Linked DNA regions of Sus scrofa: all the other regions are linked to region 3. Evidence: chromatin contacts called from public HiChIP or PLAC-seq data. All regions are on one chromosome and are shown on one strand. Each heading gives the region's core, a stretch centred on a gene start, on an enhancer-like site or on the middle of the called end of the contact. The rest is flanking DNA. Distances are from core to core; before and after follow the strand shown. Region 1 holds the start of GSG2 (serine/threonine-protein kinase haspin). Region 2 holds the start of P2RX5 (P2X purinoceptor 5). Region 3 holds the start of CAMKK1 (calcium/calmodulin-dependent protein kinase kinase 1).

Evidence for each region. HiChIP or PLAC-seq counts read pairs in DNA pulled down with a chosen protein or histone mark.
Region 1: a contact with region 3 is called in an H3K27ac HiChIP or PLAC-seq map of alveolar macrophages. The contact joins the promoter of GSG2 here to the promoter of CAMKK1 in region 3. A contact is called at or near these places in 4 of 47 Hi-C or Micro-C datasets (embryonic fibroblasts, heart right ventricle, mesenteric adipose tissue and 1 more) and 1 of 2 datasets of contacts at active chromatin or transcription factors (alveolar macrophages).
Region 2: an H3K27ac HiChIP or PLAC-seq map of alveolar macrophages shows a contact between it and region 3. The contact joins the promoter of P2RX5 here to the promoter of CAMKK1 in region 3. A contact is called at or near these places in 1 of 47 Hi-C or Micro-C datasets (epiblast stem cells) and 1 of 2 datasets of contacts at active chromatin or transcription factors (alveolar macrophages).

The regions. Positions count from the first base shown.
Region 1 is chr12:49,817,895-49,822,269 of Sscrofa11.1, reverse strand. GSG2 (serine/threonine-protein kinase haspin) reads right to left here and starts at 1,835. Exons shown (of 2, transcript XM_021067684.1): 1 at 1,682-1,835; 2 at 1-1,679. The coding sequence starts at 1,744. ITGAE (integrin alpha-E) reads left to right here. Exons shown (of 32, transcript XM_021067683.1): 28 at 1,950-2,006; 29 at 2,300-2,395.
Region 2 is chr12:49,793,348-49,797,820 of Sscrofa11.1, reverse strand. P2RX5 (P2X purinoceptor 5) reads left to right here and starts at 1,534. Exons shown (of 11, transcript XM_021067677.1): 1 at 1,534-2,177. The coding sequence starts at 2,041.
Region 3 is chr12:49,948,623-49,953,349 of Sscrofa11.1, reverse strand. It overlaps CAMKK1 (calcium/calmodulin-dependent protein kinase kinase 1), which reads left to right and starts at 2,682. Exons shown (of 16, transcript XM_021067689.1): 1 at 2,682-2,828.

The DNA.
Region 1 (4,375 bases), core at 586-3,085, 130 kb after region 3:
TGGTCTTCCTCAAAAAAGTCAGGCCGGTCGTTTGCAGACCCTTTCGTTGAGTTGTAGCGATCCCAGGCTTGGAGGAGCAAGGGAGGGTAAGATCCTTGAACGCAGCGCACCGAGTTCAGCCCGATAAAGCCGTTGGTGCGATGACATCCCTCAGCAGACAAGAGGCTTAGCTCTTTGGAGATGATGATCTCCGGCAGGATTTCCTCGAAAGTTTTCTGATGAACTCCATTGACTAAGTCGGGTCCCTCAATAGCAATGATTTTCAGGGCCACTGGTGTGTGGTCAGCAATTGTTTGAAACACTTCGCCGAACACCCCTTCCCCAATCTTCTCACAGCATTCCAGTTTTTCTTCGGAAAGGCAGTAGCTGAAGGGGACAGGGCCCTCCTGACTGCATTCCCCATAAACCTTTTCTGCATCAGAGGCCTTTTTGTCTGTGACATGTAGTGACTTTAAGGGGGTGAGCAAATACATGGAGGAGGAGTGCCAAGGGGACAGAGCACTGTTTGTTCTGTTCGTGACAGGAGGGTTTGAATGTTCTGACATGAGGGACTGAGAGAGGGAACTGGCAACGGTGTAGCTGCTACACACGTTCGACACAGCAGTCACAACAATCTTCTTCTTGTGGAAACTGAAGGAAGCCCTGGATTTGGTCCAAGAGCAGGTGTTCTGTGAATGAGTCAGCTCCTGGGTGACAAATGAATCTTCTTCCATCTTTTGGCCTTTTTTAAACTGGTGGTGATGAAGGAGGGAGGTTTCTGCTGTCTCCTGATGCTTCCTTTTCCGGCTTGGTCCACTTCTTTCAGGCCGGTTGATTTTCGCAGGTATAATACCGCCCTTGCACCTGCGGGCCCCCTGGTATTCTACCTGGATAGTTCCTTGAGACCCGAGCTCTTGACAAGAGTCCTGGCCTGTGGCCCTCTTCTTACCCATGCTTGATAAACCTGGACTGTCCAGCCTATTCCCCACCAGTTCCCTTTCACAGCAGGATTCCCTCATACTCTTCCCATCTGCCCCAAGCTCAGAATGCTCAAGATCTCCTGGGTCCAAAAGGCTAAAGAGAGCTGACCTGAGGCTGGCATGGGCTTGGTGGGCCAACCTGGTGAGCCTGCTTCCTGCTGTCGCCGCCTCCTGGGAGCAGGGGAGAGGTGGCCGGTCCAGGGAGGTTCCTGGGAGGTGGAAGCCGCTCGGAGCTTCAGAGGCTGCATGGAGAGAGGCAGGAGGGTCGGTACCGATGCTGTCTCCTGGCGCAGGGAACCCGGGGCCGGGAGAGGCCGGAGAGCTAAACAGGGACGCACTGGTGCCCAGCTCGCCGCCGTCCCTGGGCTGCCTGCACACGCTGAGGTCCGGGCTCAGGCGGCCCGGGTTGCGGTTGGGGAAGGGCGGCGGTCCGAGCGGGTCGCAGGGGGTGCTGCACTTCTGAGGGTACCGCGCTCGCAGCCTCAGGCGTCTCGGGGTCGCGTTCAGACTCGGGCGGTTCCTGGACAGTCGGCCGCCAGCGCGCTTCCGCCGCTGACCCACCGGGCTGCTGGGGAAGTCGGGGTCGTCAGGATCGTCGGAGGAGACGGACTGCGAGGGGCCGCCGCCGCTGGCGTCGCTGCTGCTGCTGCTGAAGAAACGCTTCCGGTCTTGCGGCGGGAACCACTGCACGGCTGCCTGGCCCGGCCGCCGCCGCGGCCCCCGCCGCGGGCAGCCCCATACGTTCGGAAGAGCTGACTCCCGGGTCGCGGGAGTGACGCCGCCATGGCCGGCACCCGCCAGGCAGTTCAAATGCAAACACCGCGAGACTTCCTCGAGACGCAGACGCGCCCGCGGGCCGGCCGGCCCGCCGGGTCCTAGCGCCCGACCGTGCGCCTGCGCAACACGACGGTCTCGCCGGAAGTGGGATAGGGCGGCCAACTATGGCGATTTGTCTTTTTCATTGGGCTGCGGGCACTGCTCTCGTTTCAGGCCGACACTGTGTGCACGCAGAAACAGGAACCCGCTTGTGGCAGCAATCCGGTTGAGGTGAGTGCAGCCGTCCCCAGGGGCCCAGAGAGGGAGGAGGGTCTGAAGCCGGTGACGTGAGACGCCCTGATAGTACTTTTCCGAGGTTTCCCCTGAAAGCACAGGCGGGGGGCGCTCCTTAGCCTCTTCACCGGGTCACGTTCGCCAGGGTTGCGGCTTTGCTAGAGGCAAGTGAGCGCAGAAACTGCTCACGTTCTCTATTCTGGGCCCTTGAGGTGTTGTGTGTGCCGAGTGCTAAAATTCCTGGCTTTTTCAGCCGTGGAGGGGTTGTGCTAACATCCATCTTCTTCCAGCGTGTGGAAGAATGGCATTCAGTGAGCTGTGACATCACTTCGGATAAAGAAAATGTAACCGTGTCCGCAGAGCTCTCCTTAAGTCAATCAGAGCAGGTACTTCAGATTTGACTGTCCTGCTGTTTCATGGGATTCTTCCTTAGGAAGGATAGCCTTTCCAAATATAACATGTCCCAAACAGGTCTCTTGAACCACCTGCTGCTGTCCTAACCTGTTCCTTACCCACTTACTCGGTGTAACTTACAGGGTAACTTACCCAGGTTACTTACTAGGTTTTCTAGGAATTACATGCAACTCTTCCCTTTCTTCATCCCCAAATCTGTTCCAGCAGCAAACTCTGTCTTTCTATCCCCTCCACTTCTCCCAAATATATTCTACATCCCTTCCTTCTCCCCATCTCCACTGCTGCTGTTGTAGCTCAGGCCACTGCCTCTTGCTTGGGTTTATTGGCGTAACCTTCTCTCTGCACTTCTTGCCTCTGCTTTTGCGACGCCCTCTACATACGGTCTTCACATAACAGCTATCTCTTAAAAGGAAATGTTGTTCCAGTCATTTCTGGTGTTTTGTTTTTTGGGTTTTGTGTTTTGGGATTTTTTGCTTTTTTAGGGCTGCACCCAGGGCATATGGAAGTTCCCAGGCTAGGGGTCAAATCAGAGCTATAGCTGCAGGCCTACGCCACAGCCACAGCAATGCAGGATCCGAGCTGTGTCTTCATCCTACACCACAGCTCATGGCAAAGCCAGATCCTTAACACTGAGCAAGGCCAGGGATTGAACCCTCGTCCTCATGGATACTAGTCGGGTTCATTACCACTGAGCCAAAATGGAACTCCGTGTCATCTGCTTTAAAAAAATAAATAAATAAAAAAAATTTGAATACACTGAAACTAAAATTTGTGCTTTTTCAGTGGCCTGCAAGGCATCCTATGATCTGGTCTCTGCTTGCTTCTTCAACTTCACCTTCTAGTACTCACCTCTTCCCTGCTGTTTCTACTCCAGCTTGCCAGTATTGTTCTGACCACAGGACCTTTTTACTTGCTGTTCCTATTGCACAGCACTGCTCTTCTCCCAGATCTTAATGTGTGTGGTTTCTTCTTATATTTATCTCAGGTTATTTTTTTAGAGAGGCCTTCTCAGATCACTCATTCAAAAGTAGGAATTAGGAGGAGTTCCCTTTGTGGGTCAGTAGTAATGAACCTGACTAGTATCCATGAGAACACAGTTTCGATCCCTGGCCTTGCTCCATGGGTTATGGCTCCGGAGTTGCAGTGAGCTGTGGTGTAGGTCGCAGACACAGCTCTGATCTGGCATTGTGGCTGTGATGTAGCCTGGGAACTTCCTAGCCTAGCCCAGACCCCTAGCTCAGACCCCTGGCCTGGGAACTTCCATATGCCACAGGTGCAGCCCTTACAAAACAAAAAAGAAAATGAAACAAAACAAAGTAGGAACTAGGAGTTCCCACTTTGGCACAATGGGATTGGTGGCGTCTCTGCAGCACCAGGACATGGGTTTGATCCCTGGCCTCACTCAGTGGGTTAAAGGATCTGGACCTGCCTCAGCTGTGGTATAGGTCACAGCTGTGGGTTGGATCTGATCCCTGGCCTTGGAACTCCATTTGCCATGGGGTGGCCAAAAAGAAAGACAAAAAAAAAAAAAGTGGGGACTGGAGTTCCCGTTGTGGCACAGTGTTTAACGAATCTGACTAGGAACCATGAGGTTGTGGGTTCGATTCCTGGCCTTGCTCAGTGGGTTAAGGATCTGGCATTACCGTGAGCTGTGGTGTGGGTCGCAGACGCGGCTCGGATCCCGAGTTGCTGTGGCTCTGGCGTAGGCCGGTGGCTACAGCTCCGATTCGACCCCTAGCCTGGGAACCTCCATATGCTGCGGGAGCAGCCCAAGGAACGGCAAAAAAAAAAAAAAAAAAAAAGTGGGGACTAAAGTCTAGTTTAACATCATGCAGTGATCCAGGTGAGAATGATGAGATCTGAACCAAAAAAGTAGCAATGAGGATGGAGAAAAAGGAACAGGTGCAAGAAAGCCTGAAAAAAGAGAATCGTCAGGAACTGACTTGGGGCAC
Region 2 (4,473 bases), core at 285-2,784, 150 kb after region 3:
GGGCCCTGTGAGGACGATGCGTTCCAGCCTTGAGCTCGTCTCCAGGCTGGATTGTGAGACCCTGGCATTCTCTCACGGGCTTGGACAGGCCTTTTCATGGGTGGAATGTCACTGCGCTCTGGCTGCGTCGCCTCTGAGTGTTGGAGAGCTGTGCGAGGGCCTGGCTGAGTAGGAGGCTGGCAGGAGAGTGAGGAAGGGAGCTCTGGTGACAACTGCTACGCCTTTCCTCCAGGATGATGTCAGCTTCCAAAATCCCCCGTCATGACTGGAACAGGGCGGAAGCTGAAATCCCATCCCTGTTTAAAAAAATCAGGCCTGGTCTCACTCACTCAAATTATGTACTGAAATATGGCAGGTGTAGCCCTGACAATGGGGTGCAGAGATGGCCGAAGGCAAGGTGCCTGCCCTCCTGGAGCTTATGGTTTTTTTTTTTTTTTTTGTCTTTTGTCTTTTTAGCGCCGCACCTGCGGCATATGGAGGTTCCCAGGCTAGGGGTCTAATTGGAGCTGTTGCTGCCGGCCTACGCCACAGCCACACCAGATCCTCAACCCACTGAGCGAGGCCAGGGATCGAACCTGCAACCTCTTGGTTCCTAATCAGATTTGTTTCCGCTGCGCCAAGACGGGAACTCCTGGAGCTTAGCGTCCTAATGGGGGACATAGGCAATAAGTAAGTGAGATCCTATCCACGAGGGACAGGTGCTCGAGGGGAATAATACGGGGTAATGGGATAGTGGTTGGGGTGGAGGCTGCTCTCTTCCTTTCAAGAGGAAGTGGCATTTGTGTTGAAACTGATGAAAAGATGCTTTTCATCTGTGCTTCCGTAATGACAGGAGCATAGATTCTCAAGCCACACCCTAGTCTTAAGGGAAGGAAAATATGGGGCAGGGCCCAGATATTTGCATTTTTCTTCCAAATGATAACCCTTATCAATAAAACTGGAGACCCTAACCCGCCCCGGGGCTTTTACTTTGAGAGAAGATTGTACCTGGTGAACTTTAGGGTCCCTTCCAACTCTCCCCGCCTCCCTCTCCGGCGAGCCTCAGGGAGGGAATTTCTCAGCTGCGCCTGAGGGCCAGGCTAGGGAGGAGTGGGCCTGCTTCTGGTCATGTTGCAGGTTGGCAAGGGGTGAAATTCAGAAAACGAGCGTGCACAGCACCCCCTCGTCCCCATGCACACGCATGGACACAGCACAGGGAGCGCACCCAGGACCCTGCTTCTCTATGGCTGTCCCACGTTCCAAACCTGCTCACCCTCATCTCCGCTCCCACCGCCTCTAATTCCACTTGTAAAGGCTGCAGATGGCTTCGTTTAGATAGGTCCATCCCTTGCTTTGGGAACATTTCACCAGTTGGCACCCGCCCTCTCTCCAGACATATTTTAAGATCCCAGGCCTCACCGCCTGTCTCCCCACCCCCACATCATGCGCCCTGGCCGTGTGCACAGTTCTCCGTGTTCTGGTCCTGAGCTGAGCTCTGCTTGGCAACTGACTCCCAGGAGTGTGGGTTTTAAACTCGCTGCAGCTGCAGCTGCCGCAGTAAAAGCACACAGCGGAAGGGGATGGACGCCCCAATCTGTGAGGGGAGGGCCAGGTTTCCCCCAGCGAGCAAGAAAACGCAAGAAACCTGTGCTTGCTCACATGCTCTTTACCCCCACTTCCTGTGCGTGGGCCGCGTGCTATAAACGCTCCTCCCCTGGCCTCAGTTTCTCCGTCGATTCAATAGGAGGAAGCTCGGGATTTCATTGCTTCCAAAGAAATCCCTCCTCTCCCCTCACCCCTCCCGCGCAGCGATCTCCGCAGGGCCCTCGCCGGCCAGTGGCCGGGAGGCGGTCCGGCGGTGTCATTGCCGCTGTCAGGGGAGGAGGTGGCAAGGTCGCGGCCCGAGGCGCCCGGCGGCGCTGCCGCAGCCTCGCCAACCGCCGGCCCCTGCCGGTTGCGCCGCGCCGCCGGGCGCTGCGGTGCCCACGGCGGGGCCGGGGCGGCTCCCATGCGGCACACGTGCGGCGGCGGCGCGGTCGGCGAGCCAGGTGAGCGGGTGCCATGGGGCAGGCGGGCTGCAAGGGGCTCTACCAGTCGCTCTTGGACTACAAGACCGAGAAGTACGTCATCGCCAAGAACAAGAAGGTGGGCCTGCTCTACCGGCTGCTGCAGGTCTCCATCCTGACCTACCTGGTGGTGTGAGTTCTCCGGGCTCTCGGGGAGGCGGGAGCGCCCGCGGGGCGGGGGCAGCCGCTGTGGCCTCCGGGGGACTGGGGGGTGGGCATTGGCTCGTGTGCGCCTGGGGCGCCCTGTGGCTGGGGGCTGGGACCCTGCTGCGGGCGGGGGGCCTTCCTGTTCCCTTAGGTGTAAGGGTTGGGGGCAAGGAGGGAGCCCTTTACTCCCCCACTGGCTCTGGAGGTGGTGAGATGCGGCACGGGTTCCTGGGTCCTCCAGTTATGAGGCTTTCCCCAAGCAGCTCCTTCCTCCAGGGCTGGGCCCCAGACGGTTAGGGCTTCAGGAAGGGGGCAAGGATGCAGGGGGTTGGGCTGCAGCTGTTGCCCGAGCCTCCCTGGGCCCTGGCGGCCCTGACTCAGGCACGGGGGGCGGGGTGGGTGGTAGTTTATTTATAATCACGGAGCTCAGTGCCAAGGTCCGGGCTGGGGCAACTCCTGAACCTGGTGTGTCCCTGAAGTTCCTTCTCCTCGGCAGGCCTCACCAGCCCTGGCCTCTGTCCAGTTGAGGGTCCCTTCTAGAAACCCTGTACCCACCCTGGCTCCCAGGTCTCCTGTCTGACCCCCCTCTGGCCCACAGGAGCTGGCACCATCAGCTGAGGGGCCGTTCCTTGGGGTCAGTCATGCACGGTTATGAGCCCCCAGCCCCACCTCATCCGCATGTGGGGAAGGGACGGGGGAGAGGAAATGACACACCAGACGACTGGGGTACAGCTGTCTTTTACGCCTTGAGTAAATGCTGTTCGGTCCCTCCTGCTTCCTGACGGCGGGAACAGCAGATGCTCCTCCTGGGAGGGCGGGCTCCCACCTGGAGACCAAGGGGCGGGCATCCCCGGCCGGTCATCTCCAAGGCACCTGGCTACCTCCCACCTGAGGGCCTTTTGTTGATACTGCTCCTCAGCCAGGCGCCCCTTTCTCCTCCGCTGGATCAGCACCCACGCCCCTTCCTGCCTGGTTCTCACGCTCCTCCCCAGCATTCCCGCGGTGGAAGTGTGTGCTTACGCAGGGATCGTTTGCTTCATGTCTGTGCTAACTCCTCACCAGTCTGAGGAGGCCCTGAGGGCAGGGCCTGCCCGCCTCCCTTAACTGCGTAGGGAATAGGTGTGCAATGGATGAATGAATGTTGTTCCTTGAGTATTTGCTCAATGTTTCGTTCAGGCTGGGCCCAGTGTGTCCCTACTAAAACTGCTAGTGACTCAAGGGTCACAACCCTCTGAGGGGCCCTTGGAGATGGGACAGCCTAGGGCCCAGGACACGCCAGCTCTGCTCCCAGAGACGAGGTGGATACACCCTGGGAGGCGCAGAGCCTCCCGCACCACTGCTGCATGACCTCCCTGGCCTCAGTTTTTCTGACTTTACCAAAGGGGGTTGACTGGACAATCTCTGACATTAACAGTGACATTGGTAATAAATTGATGTGTGGTATTCATTGAGCTCCTCCTCCCTGCCTGGCACTTGCTGTGCTAAGCAATTTACATATGCCACCTCATTAAAAATATTTTGAGCATGGACGTTCGCCTCATGGCTCAGTGGTTAATGAATCCGACTAGGATAGAAACCACAAGGTTGCGGGTTCGATCCCTGGCCTTGCTCAGTGGGTTAAGGATCCAGCATGAACTGTGGTGTAGGTTGCAGACTCGGCTCGGATCTGGCGTTGTTGTGGCTGTGGCGTAGGCTGGCGGCTACAGTTCCAATTAGACCTCTAGCCTGGGAACCTCCATATGCCCCAGGTGTGGCCCTAGAAAAGACAAAAAATATATGTATATATATTTTCAGGAGTTCCCATTGTGGCGCAGCAGAAACAACTGGACTAGTATCTCTGAGGATGCAGGTTCAATCCCTGGCCCCGCTCAGTGGGTCAAGGAACCGGCGTTGCTGTGAGCTGTGGTGTAGGTTGTAGACAAGGCTTAGATCCTTTGTGGCTGTGGTTGTGATGTAGGCTGGCAGCTGTAGCTCTGATTAGACCCCTGGCCTGGGAACTTTCATGTGCTTTGGGTGCAGTCCTAAAAAGCAAAAAAAAAATTTAAAAAATGTATTTTGACATAATTTATACTCACAGAAAAAATTTTTTTCTTTTGGCTGCCCTCGCAGCATATGGAAGTTCCCCACCCAACCAGGGATCAAATCCGAGCCACAGCTGCAGCAGTTTGGGATCCTTAACTTGCTGTACCACAGCAGGCACTCTTTACGTCATGTTTTAGATTCCATGTATTAGTGATATATGGTATGTCTTTTTTTTTTTTTTTTTTTTTTGTCTTTTTGC
Region 3 (4,727 bases), core at 1,433-3,932:
TTAATCCACTCGGCAAGGGCAGGGATCAAACCCGTATCCTCATGGAAATTAGTTGGGTTCGTTAATCACTGAGCCATGATGGGAACTCCATAAATTGGCAAAGTTTTAAGCTAACCATATACGTATATTCATATAGGGCCTTGGCCAGTGTACACATCAGAGAACTGGGGCAAATGCTAACAGATCCAAACTTTGGTTGTTTGAAATCACGAGGGTCAGAAAATGTCAACCTCAGCATCCTTTAGGTTCCAGTTGGTCTGGTGGTTGAGAAAGTTTAAATTTTGCAAAACTAGGAGTTCCCACCATGGCTCAGTGGAAACGCATCTGACTAGTATTCATGAGGACGCAGGTTCGATCCCTGGCCTCACTCAGTGGGTTAAGGATCTGGTCTTGCCGTGAGCTGTGGTGTAGGTCACAGACTTGGCTTGGATCCTGCGTTGCTGTGGCTGTGTCTGTGGCCGGCAGGCAGCAGTAGCTCCAATTCCACCCGTAGCCTGGGAACTTCCATATGCCGCAGGTACAGCCCTCAAAGGACAAAAAAAGAAAAAAGAAAAAAAATTCGGCAAAACTGCTCAAGAAAACGCTTCAAGCTATCTTTACCATTGAATCAGCACCGCGAGTCTTTAAAGTGATCTATTATCTTCACTATCTTTACCTCTCTTGCCTGATAGCCGTTTGTTTCTGCGTTTGTTTCTGCGTTCTTTTGTTCCCTCAAGGTCATCCGTGACTGAGGTCTATTCGAGGACAAGCAGAGCAGCCAGGCTTAGATCACAAAATGGCTCCTGCCAAAAATGGCTTTTCTTATGTCAAAAAGCTATGCCACGTCTGACTCTTTCTCTCTGGGAATCCCCTACCCTATCTGCTTATCATACCAGGCCAACCTTGTCTTCCCTAAGGCTCTTATGTGGGATTTCCGAGACCAAGGTCAAAACCGATCCTACCTGGTACAGAAGATTTTCCCACTGAAAGTGTGTGTTCTGTCCTCAGCCCTTATTTACTTGCTCTGAGTTATCTCAGCCTTTCTCATGGCTCTGCTTACTGACGACTTCCAAAACTGTCTTGCCGGCCCAGCCCTCTTTCCTGAACTTCAGCTCCACACATCCTGTCTCCTAATTGCCATGTGCAATTAATTATTCATTCGACAAGCATCTTTTTTTTTCCGGCCGCACCGGGGCCTGTGGAAGTTCTCAAGCCAGGGATTGAACGCTCACCACAGCCGCAACCTGAGCTGCTACAGTGACACCGCCAGATCCTTAACGTGCTGTGCCACAAGGGAACTCTTGGACCAACATCTTTTAAGCACCTACATGGTGTGTCAGGCTCTGTGCTAGATGAATCAGGCACAGTCCTTGCTCTCAAGGAGCTCCCAGCCCAGAGGCAGAACAGGCAGGTAGGTGAGCAGATTCTCATCTCTAGGAAGTCCCTCAGAGGGACTACTCACCTATGCTGGGCTGCAAGACAGTTATAGGGAAGGGTTTCTGGCAGAAGGGGCATTTAACCAACCCTGAAAGGAGTTAGACGGGCAGGCAGTTAGGACTGAGGTGATGGAGGCCTCGTTAGCCTTATTTTCTGGGTACTGATGAGCCATGCAAAATTCCTAATCAGGAGGAGACTAGTTGGACTTGTGTTTCTGAAACACTGTTCTTCTTGCTGTCAGATGGAGAAAAGCAAGTGGGTGGGGGTGGGTGGGGCAGGGTGATGAGGCTGGTTGGGGATGGGAGGCCAATGAGGAGGTTGCTGTGGCAATTCAGGTACAAGAAGATAGGGAAGGGCAGAGAAGCAGAGAGAAGTGGATGGATTCCAGAGATATTTCAGAAGTAGCTTGGGCAGGGCTTGGTGACCTACTGGTTGGAACAGGAAAGGAACAGGCTGATGACTCCCAGGTTTCTGGCCCCAGATTGAGATAGGGACTTGAGAGGAGTGATATGGGGCTCTATCCTGGACAGGTGGTGGGCTGAGGTGCCAGAGGATACACAAGTGTGACAGAATTGAACCTTGTTGATTGAGCTCTTCAGGGGGAGAGGTGAGGGGCAGAGTCCCCAGGAACAGCCCCCATGAAGGTCAAGACATCCTACTGTCCCCTCCACGCCTCCTGCCCTAGCTAGGACTTTCCTGTCGCCTGCTCACAGAGCCCTTCCCCAAACACGATTCAGACTAAGACCCCAGCATTCTGTTAAAACTGCTTCCAGTCTCCCCTCCTCGCCACCCCCCCACGGAAACCTAAACTCCTGACTCTACCGTTCAAGGCCTTTCGACCTGGCCCTTGGCCTGGGCCTCATCCTGATACTGATCTTGCTTTGTCCCTCCCCTAATACTCTATGCGCGTCATCCGCGCCCCCCACCCCGGGGTGGAGGCGGGGGTTGGTGCGCTCTTGCCCCTGCCAGGTCGAGACGGTTGGGGGACAAAGGATTTGGGGGCGAGGTAAGCACCTGTACCCTCCAGGCCCCGCCGAAGGACCGAGGCTTGGCCCTGCTGGGATTTCGGGGACCCCAGGCAGCCGGCGGCCGGGCGACGGGGGCGTGACTAGGCCGGTCCCGCCGCAGGGGGAGGTACTCCTCCCGAGCCACCGCCCGCCGCGGCCCCTCCCCTCCTGGAGCCCGAGGGTAGTTCTGGGCTCTGATTGGGCGGCGCCGGAGAGGGGCCGCGCGGCCCGGCCAATGAGCGCGCGCCGGACGCGGCAGCTGGCTGGGGAGCGAGCGGTGCCTGGAGCCGCGGCGCCGGCGGTCTGAGCTCGGAGATCTCGGCCCTGGCTGAGCGGGCGGGGCGCGCGCCGCGGGAGCGAGCCTGGCCGCCCGCAGGGCCGCGGAGACTGTCGCAGGGCGCTGAGGTAGGGGTCGGCTGGGAGCGGGTCTGGGGTGGGGAGCGGGAGGGGACGAACGCCTGAACGTCGGCTCGGAGCATGCAGGGGAGAGGGCTGGTCTGCGAGGCTGCGTCTGTGAGGACAGCCGAGACCCAGTCCATGCGGAGATCCTCCCCCTTGGGTCAGCCGGGCCCAGTTTATGGGGTGCCTCCGGGAGCCTGCTTCTGTCTGCGCTTGTACCCGGGACCGTATCGGTGAGGGTGCCCCGCGGTCTGCGTCCCTTCCCCAGCTCTTGCCTGCGGGACCGCGTCCATACCAAGCGCACTGCCCCCGCCCCAGCTCTCGGTGGGAGGCCTTGTGTATGAGGAGTGGGCCAGACCTGTGCACCCACGTGCAGAACTGCGCGGAGCGCTCCTCCCACACGTCCCTCCCCTGAGTCTCCCTGCAGGAGCTGGGGCGGGGGTGATGAATGGGACAGATGCGGCGCGCGGCGCTTTAGCTGCGCAGTCCTCGCTGCCTCCGGCGGGGGTGGAGGGGGGGCGGCGGAGGTGGCCGCTGCGACTTCTCGGGCCTGACAGGCACAGAACTGGTGGCTCCGAGGGTGCACACGTGCGCAGGGACCTATGTGTGGTGTTTGGAGGCGGGTGTGCATCTGTCACGTGGACACAGGAGTGTGCCTGTGTGTGTGTGAGGAGGGTGCATTACAGGATGGAGTGGTGTGTGAGGGCGGGTCACGCGGACCTTGGCGTGCGCCTCTTCCGGGAGTGGTGTGTGTGTGTGTGTTGAGGGTAGAGGGGTGCATAGGGAAGGCTCTGTCCCAAGTCACAGGACCGTGCCGCGGTGGGCACATATGGAGCTCTATATCTGCCAGGGAGTCGGGAGGCGCGCACAGCTTGTGTCCTGGTGGCCGCACTGGCCGCCCCCACAGCCCTCACGCCTTCCTTCAGCGATAGGGACCGAGCACCCACTGTGTGTCAGCCCGTGTCCTAGGCCCATGGACCCCTGCCCTTTCCTTGACCCCCTACCCTCAGTCCTCACAGAAGGCACAAGGATGGTTTTTTAAAAACTCATCCAGTTGAGTCCCTCCCCTGCTCAAAACCCTCTGGCTTTTGAAGCCTCCTGGTCTCTGTCCTAAAGAGCACCCCCCCCCCCCCCGCCCCGGCCCCGGGAAAAAGCCAAGCCCTGAGTCCCAGCCAGGCACTGGCTCTCTGTCATGCAGTGTCCACTTCCATCCTCTCCTCCTCTGAATCCTTACTCAGCCATCATGAAAGAGCTTAAATGTCGCCTCCTCCAGGAAGCCATCCCGGAGGCTGGTGACACTGAATGACAGGGCCGTCTCACCCAGGTGCGACTCTGCTTGCCATCAGCTACTTCTCACACGTGGACACCCACTCTGGACAGTGCAAGCAGCCTCTCACCTCACAGCCTTTGCAGTCGCTGTGCCTGAAATGCCCTTCCCAGATGTCCACACTGCTGGCTCCCTCATGTCCCTCGGATTCTGCTCCAATCCTGCATTAGAAAGGCATTTCTTACTGACTGTGCTGTGTAAATAGCACCCCCGGCACCTCACTCTTGATTCCCCTTACATGATTGTATCTTTTCTCTGTAGCATGTACCTGGCTTTCTTGTTTGTTGCTTCTTGCCCCACTAGAAATTAAACCTTGTGAGGACAAGGACTTTGTCTTTGCCGTTCCCTGCTTTATCTCTGGGCACCCAGCACAGAGCAGGTGCTCAATGAGCATTTGTTGCATGAATGAGTGACTCTGGGCTTGTGTCCTAGAAGTCTGTGTCCCCAGCTGTTCTCTAGCCTGTGAGTGCACCCCCACCCCCACCCCGGTCTAAGGCTAGGGCTCCTGCTCTTCTGCCCTTCAGATTCCAAGATCTTGGAAGGCCAGGTCTGGAAGAACTGTGACCACATTTGCACGT